Linked DNA regions of Zea mays: region 1 is linked to region 2. A link is a contact called in public Hi-C data. All regions are on one chromosome and are shown on one strand. Each heading gives the region's core, a stretch centred on a gene start, on an enhancer-like site or on the middle of the called end of the contact. The rest is flanking DNA. Distances are from core to core; before and after follow the strand shown. Region 1 holds the start of LOC100280120 (Aspartyl protease APCB1). Region 2 holds the start of LOC109942396 (autophagy-related protein 2).

Evidence for each region. Hi-C and Micro-C count contacts between places; a contact is called where the count stands out from the background.
Region 1: a Hi-C map of leaf shows a contact between it and region 2, with 5 times the contacts expected there. The contact joins the promoter of LOC100280120 here to the promoter of LOC109942396 in region 2. A contact is called at or near these places in 20 of 25 Hi-C or Micro-C datasets (bundle sheath, ear, endosperm and 6 more) and 2 of 3 datasets of contacts at active chromatin or transcription factors (leaf and seedling).

What each region holds. Positions count from the first base shown.
Region 1 is chr9:35,689,140-35,692,700 of Zm-B73-REFERENCE-NAM-5.0, reverse strand. LOC100280120 (Aspartyl protease APCB1) reads right to left here and starts at 2,096. Exons shown (of 9, transcript NM_001153056.2): 1 at 1,467-2,096; 2 at 1,090-1,210; 3 at 717-928; 4 at 378-620. The coding sequence starts at 1,939.
Region 2 is chr9:35,493,007-35,496,918 of Zm-B73-REFERENCE-NAM-5.0, reverse strand. It overlaps LOC109942396 (autophagy-related protein 2), which reads right to left and starts at 1,643. Exons shown (of 14, transcript XM_020544352.2): 1 at 1,241-1,643; 2 at 1-408. The coding sequence starts at 1,426.

The sequences.
Region 1 (3,561 bases), core at 847-3,346, 200 kb before region 2:
GGCTGCATATGTGCTCAGGCTAAAAAAAAAGAGGCATTTTGTTGCACCTGTTTTTTTTGGCAACTACAGTACATATCTGTGATTTGAGTAGAGACAGCATGCAGCTCAGGGAATAAAAAATGACCAAACTTGTAGCATCATTGTGATACTATGGAGACAGTAGAAAAGCAGGTGGATAGTTTTCCCCCTTGTATGGATTGGGTCTGGAGTCTGGACTCTGGAGAGTGACAAGAAAGGGTAGGATTGCTGAGGATACGTTGCAAGCAAAGCATATCGCATTTGCTCAAAACGGTGCATGACATCCGAGGAAAAGAACGACAGCCACACGAACTGAAATGGTTTTTCCATAGGACGACAGGGGGGTGGGGGCAACTTACTCTGCTGGACCATCGCGGATAGGGACCCAAGTCATTCCCCACCTGGGAATGTAATCGTCGCCAAGAAACAAGTAACCACCAGCACCGCTGGGATCTGTCGACATGCAGTGGCCGAACGCATTGGAAATGATACCTCTGCTGGCTAGCTGTGTAGGAAGGCTCAGTGCCTTGTTGGTCAGGCCGAGAACTCCGTCGGTGGTTTCTAGTGCGTTCAAAAGAACTCCCTGCTGGTCGTACCCGCACCTGTATGTGGAAGACAAACGGCAGTTAATTTCTTAAACGAAGTGGTAATCAACAGCAATCGCTATTGTACATGCATATTGGAAGGTTGGCCCATACCCAAACACAATGTCTGCATTCTCCCTTTCACCATCTTCGCCGACGAATTGCATACTGTCCCTTACATAAACGCCCATGGAGGAGCTTCCGTCGGCATAGCTGATCTCATAGTCGCACTGGTTTGGGTTCTCATGCTGGGCTCCTTCACAAAGTGGGTCGCTGGCAGGAAGTGCATCCGCCGTCCTTGCGGGCCTATATAAAGGGTGAGCTCCCTGAAACAACATCGGACAATGTTTTCATTACAGGATTAAAGAATTTTGGAATGGGGACTTCGTGTTTTTCCACCGATTATTAAGCTCGTCATGCCACAAACAACATCGTAGTAAAGCAGAGCATCGTCGTCGAGCATGTGGCTGAAGCTTTATGCGCATACCTTTGCACAGCTCGCGCATGGCGGCGCGTCGCACTGGACCCATGTTGTGTGGCTCCCAGTGTCGACGTCAAGAAAATAAGGCCTTGGAGGACTGCCCAAAGAGATAGCGGTGTAGTATAGCCTGCACGTACGGGGTAAACATTTAAAAGGAATGGGAAACAATGCGATGCTAATAAATAACAAAGGAGGACGCAGTCCTTCTCCGGCAAAAAGGCAGTTAAATTAAACAACAAGGAAAGAACAAATTCGTAGAAACCCGGTCAGTTTTGTTCGAGAGGATGTAAAAACTAAAAACAACATCGAAAGGAACGGAGGACGCAACTACGGAGTACGGAACCGAATCCTTGCAGCAGCGCCCTGCACTGCACTGCACGTACCCTTCCGGGAAGAGGTTGCCGGCGAGCGAGTGCGGGAATAACGTGGAATTCTGCGGCCAGTCGTCGCCGCCGCGGCGTGGTGGCTTCGGGTAGAGCGGCAGCAGGAAGGACGTGCGGCCGCCCGGGTGCTCGTCGTCGCCGCCGTCCTCCTGCCGCCGCGCCTCCAAGAGGCGCCAGGCCGCGCCGGCGTCGTCGTCCCCACCCGCGTACAGGCAGGCGTAGGCCGCCGCCGCCAGCGCCAGCGCCGCGAGCGCCAGCACCGCTGCTCGCCACAGCGAGGACGTGGCCCCCGCCGGCGTCCGCTCCTCCTCGTCCCCGCTCTCCTCGTCTGGGCCGTCGGCGTCACGAGGAGGAGCGGAGGCGGAGGCGGGCAGCGCGTGCGCGTGCGCGTCGTCGGGGACCACGATCATGACGTGGCCGTTGGCGTTGGGGATGATCCGTTGGTGCTGCTTCTTCCCCTCGTCGTCCTCCATGTCGCGGCCGCGTGATCGGGAGCGGTAGAAGAGGAGAAGGCGGAGGAGAGGAGCTCGCTGGCCGGGCTGTCGATCGCGGCGCGGTGGAGACCGGAGAGAAGCAGGCCGCGCAACGCAATGCCACGCGAGCTGCGTGCCTGAGAGGGAAGGATGGAGGGAGGTCGGCGACTGGTTTGTTTCGCGGCCTGGGTTTGGTATATCACTGGTCCGCCTCCGAATCCGAGGACCGAGTCCCGAGTCCCGACGACCCCGCTGAGGCCTGCCTGCGGGTCGCGGATGGCGCTGGCTATAGGTATAGCGCGCCCGGTTTGACTTGAGCCGCCGCGAGGTGGGGGCGGGGCGGGGCGGGGCCGCTAGTGGTCCCTCTGGGGGGCATGACGGGGATTTCCGCGTGCGATTCAGTTGCCCAGGAAAAAAAAAGAGGTCGGTCCCGTTGCTCTTTCTCTCTCGCTCGTCGCGCGTGTTGCGGCCGTATGCGTCGCATCGTATGGATGCGCAGCACGAGCACGGCGCTTCCCTGCCTGTCACTGTCGTGGCCACTTGTAAGCTGTAAACCAGCGTGATGTTTGCTGTTGGTGGTGTGGCAATCCATCTAGTTAGTGGTGGACTAGCTACGTATGTTTCTAGAATTAATTAATGCGCTGGGGTGTTTTCACGGCGTGACAATTATGGAAATATACTAGTATGTACAAACTTCTCAGTAAATACGGCCGAATAGTATACGTATACCTTTGAAGTTTGAAACAATATTCTATAGGCGTATTCTTCTAGAACGGTGGCACAGGCTCTCTGGATAATTGGCATTGGGTCAGTGATATTCGTGGTGCTCTTTCCTTGAGTGGGTTGCAGCAATACCTGTTGTTGTGGGATACTTTGGGGAACGTTAGGCTCTCTCATGATGCTGACAGACATGTTTGGATGCACTCTTCTTCTGGGATGTTCTCCTCAAAGTCCTGCTATAAGGCTTTTTTCATGGGTTCAATTTCGTTTGAGCCATGGAAACGTTTGTGGAAATCCTGGGCTCCCCCAAAATGCAAGTTCTTCCTCTGGCTGACGATAAGGAATAAGTGTTGGACTGCTGATAGACTAAGGAGGAGAGGGCTGCAACATCCGGTTGTTTGTGTTCTTTGTGACCAAGAGCAGGAAACAGTGCAACATCTTTTGTGTACTTGCAGTTTTGCCAGGCAATTTTGGCATGCTATTCTTGTTCCCTTGTGTCTTGGGGATCTCATTCCTGCTGTTGATGAAATCTCATTTGCTGATTGGTGGAGGAAGGCGCTTAAGAAGGTGCCCAAATTCAGAAAGAAAGGCTTCAACAGTCTCATTATTTTGGGGTCTTGGTGCATATGGCTGACTAGAAACAAAGCTGTTTTTGATAGTGTAAACCCTTCCATGTGTTTTGTTAAAAGCTTATTTCTGAATGAGTTAAGTTGTTGGGAGAGGGCTGGGGCTAAGCAGCTAGCAAGTTTTGGTCTTCCTGCTATTATGAGCAGGGTTTAGAGTGTGGTCAAGTGTTCTGTTTGCCCTACGGGCATTGTAGTTTGGTCCTCTTGGACCTTTTCCTTTCTTAATATAATGACGTGCAGTCCTCCTGCGCGTTCGAGAAAAAAAAAACCTTTAAC
Region 2 (3,912 bases), core at 394-2,893:
CACCTCTTTAATTCGGAAAACTAGAGATCGACTAGTTTCTGGGAGTCTACTATTCAAATTGATTTGAGGATCAAATACAACATAGACATTCTTTAACTTAATATTAAAGCTTGTCAGAAACCATTTGATGGCATTGGCAATTCTTTTTACACCTTCATCCACATCTCGGGATACAGAAGTGGAGCACTGATTACTATCAGATTCACTTCTTTCGGTGTTTACTAATGTTTGTGTGTCACTAGTACTACCAGAGACAGAGCATTCAGTATGCACATTATCAACTTCACTTGCAACAGATGGGACAAGCACAAGCTCCAATTCTTCAACAACAATCTCGCAGCTAGTAGTGAATCTAACTAGCAGGGATTTTATTGATCCTTCTTTCAGCATAATAGGGGATCCTGATAACTGAAATAATACAGAAAATTAACTGATGAAAGACATGAAACAAATAATTTCACTTCTGCAGGTTCCACATTTTTTTGGGGGGGGGGGGGGGGGGGGGGGGGGGATTCAAATAAGAGATGATTGTGGTATGCTAAGTACCAGAAATAGTAAATAAAGAGTATTGAAGCTACCAAGAACAGCAATTAAAATTATAGACTAACTGACCACATAATACTTTCTGCTAGATTGAATTTTAACACTAGCCACACTTAGCATTTCGGTGTGTGCACGCTTTACATTGTAATGAATTTTAATTTAGGATGCTTCGTAGGAATGAACTGCAACAAAGGTGCATAGCCTCTTCTCCTGCACCCAAGATCAGATTCTGCAGCTATCCCATAAACTTTAAGGTACAAACTAAACTAATCAAAAAATACTGAAGTATACAATAGAACAACAAATTGACATTAACCAAAATTGACACAGGCATCAATCAAAAAAGTTCTAAAGCTCCACTTGTTTTCGCCACCAGTCTTCAGCTCCAGCACAAAAATAGTCAAAACCCCTGCCTCAATACCAAAACTAGAATTCGCGCCACAAAACGGTGGAAATAACGATCAGAATTTAAAATGAAACAACTAAACCCACCCGGCAATCAAACAAAATATTCCTAACTCCCCCACGCCACAATTTGATCATCAACAAAACAAGCGAGCGGCAGTAGGCGATGAGATCGTCACAAACCTAACCTCCCTCTTCGCCGCCTAATCGGCTTAATGGGAAGCGGACTGCGACGGCTCCAATACACATGGGAGAACAATACACAAGCAGGAGGGTGCGGAAGAAAACGCGCCTTATGGTTGATGAACTCAGCGTTTAGGGCGAGGTCGTTGAGCTGCACCGTGCCGCGGCCAAGCTGGATGTCGAACTGATCGAGGTCGAGGTCGCCGAGGATCAGATCCCCAAGCCGCTTCTTGAGCAGCGACTTGCAGACGCGCTTAAGCAGCGTGTCGAGACGTAATCCGTCCAAGAACCCCATCGCTTCACCTTCCGCGGCGGCGGCGGCGGCGGTCGGAGAGATGGAGGCTCCTCGGTGACGGAAGCGATAGTTGCTTGGTTCGATTGATAACAAGTCGGCTTTTTCGTATTAGACCCTACGTGGAGGGGCAGAAGAGAGAGAGTTATCGCCTACACTTGTAACTCCCACCCTGGGAAACAGCATATTTTTGCGGAGAAGGAAGTCTGTACCACTGTCCGATGGGACCAGCCTTCCAATGGGGTTAGAACTGGACCCGTTGGATGATGGCGGGTGACGGCACGGCGCAGCGCATCTCTCTTCCCGTCCCGCCAAGTTCGCACAATCGTAACGGTGCAGATCCTCCCCGTCGCGGCCGATGTCCCGCAGGGCAGCGTTCTGCGTTCCTCCCCGTCAGCCCATCCCGGGGCCCGGGCTGGCTGTATCGCGCAAGCAGGCGGCGCGGTATATAGGTAAATAATAAATATTTAGTACAGTATATTACTATCCATGTCTATCGTCCCAGTCCCACGAGATGTTCAGATGTAAGGCTATGAGCAGTGAGGAACTTTAACAATCCACACCCTGAAGTAACCAACATGCTCCCCCGTCTCTATCTAAATATCGCCATTAAATTAAAAAAATAGACAGTTAACTAATATTGTAAAAATTATTGATAATATTTATATCTTTAAATAGAATTATTAAAGCATCTCTAAGAGATTATCTAAATTTCACTCTCTAAATTATCATTTTACGAGTCATTTACAGAAAATCATTTTTATATATATTTTCAATCTCCAACAGCTTTTCCATATTTTATTTGCACGCTAGAGAGCCATTCGCGTTTTTTATCTTTGGCTAGCGAAAACCCCATAATAGAAAATAGTTATAATTTAAATAACCATTTACAAAAGTTATTGGATGAAAACTTGTTACAAAAATCTCTATTTATATTAATTGAGAAGAATATAGAGAGTCTCTTTGAGTTGCTCTTATGAAAAAGGTTGAATGACCTATCTAATCATATGTATCATAAATATTAATATTTTATTTTTATATATTAAGTTAAACTAAAAATGTTTTACTTCACACATAATTAGAATGATAGATAAAAAGAGAGTAAAAATATTTTTGGTAAATTTTCTTGGATATAGTTTACATGAGGTGAACTTAAGTATATATATACTAGTCAACTTTGGATTAATTTCGTCTTTGGATAAACAAAGAATCAACTTAACATTGAAGCAGCACGATATATTAGTGCAACTTAAAACATCAATCAAATGTATATTAATCGTTAGTACTTATTTAAAGTTGCCTAGAGAGTGTGAATAGACAAAACCTGAAATTTTAACTTAAACAACAAACTTTGGTCCGAAGATTACTAGTTGAGAGGTTAGAACAAGATAATACAGCCAATGTCAATTTCCAAGGTAATAACTTGCTTATATTGGTAGTAAAACATAGGTGAGGAATAGAGCCTAGCAACCAAATATAGAAGAGACAAAGCTTAAAGACAAACAAAGTAAGTATTAGTTAGATGGAAAAAGGCAAATACAAGTAGGGAAGGAGAATGCACAAGAGACACAAGATTTGTTTATCAATGTTCAATTCCACAAAAAAACTACAACTCCATCGAGGGGTTCACAAAGAACCTGGGCTCTTTTAACCCTTTCCTCACTCAAGAGATCACCAACATCAAGCTTGAGTCTCTTTCTTTTTGCAATTGCGAGAGCAAACTATCACAAAGGCTCTCCACATGAAGTAGGACACTCTTAATCGCTTTACAAACTTGAGCAGCAACTCCACACACTTTGATCACAAGAATTCTCCTCACTTTGCATTAAACTCAACACAAGTGCTCTAGCAACTCTTTGTTATTCTAGCTCTCAAATGGATGTATATTCTAACCACACAACTCAATTCAAAGCATTTGAGAGACTTAAATGGCTAGGAGATGATCCCATTACTAATCGATGATGTTTCTTAGCTCTAGGATGGAGTTGTGTCAAGCTGGGTGGTATATATAGGCTCCTAACTTGAAACTAGCTATTTGAACCCCACTCAAGATTATGCATACTCACCACATATGTCTGCTGTCATCTCAGAAGTGATCGTTGGATAAAGGTGTCAGATCAGTCAGTTGTGAGAGTTCACCTGACATGTCCTGTGTGCCACCAAACATGCCATGTCAAATTGTTGTTGGCGCCTTTCTTCAGTCGACCGTTGTGCACTATACATCTGGTGTGTCATCTAGTCCACCATTCGATGTGCTACTGGATACATCTGGTGTTCCATGGTTGTTTCCAACTTGTCTCTTTGACTTCATTTGCTTAGGCTTTGGCTTGGCTTATGTCTTGGACATTTGTATGACTTAGAAAATCTTTAGTATGTCCCTTTAAGTCCTTTGCTTTATAATTTAATCCAAATTGATCTTTTTTATCTTCTGAATTTCTTAGTATATTTTGTCCAAGTCTATGTTTCGTTCTTTTGATTCTATAATCAAT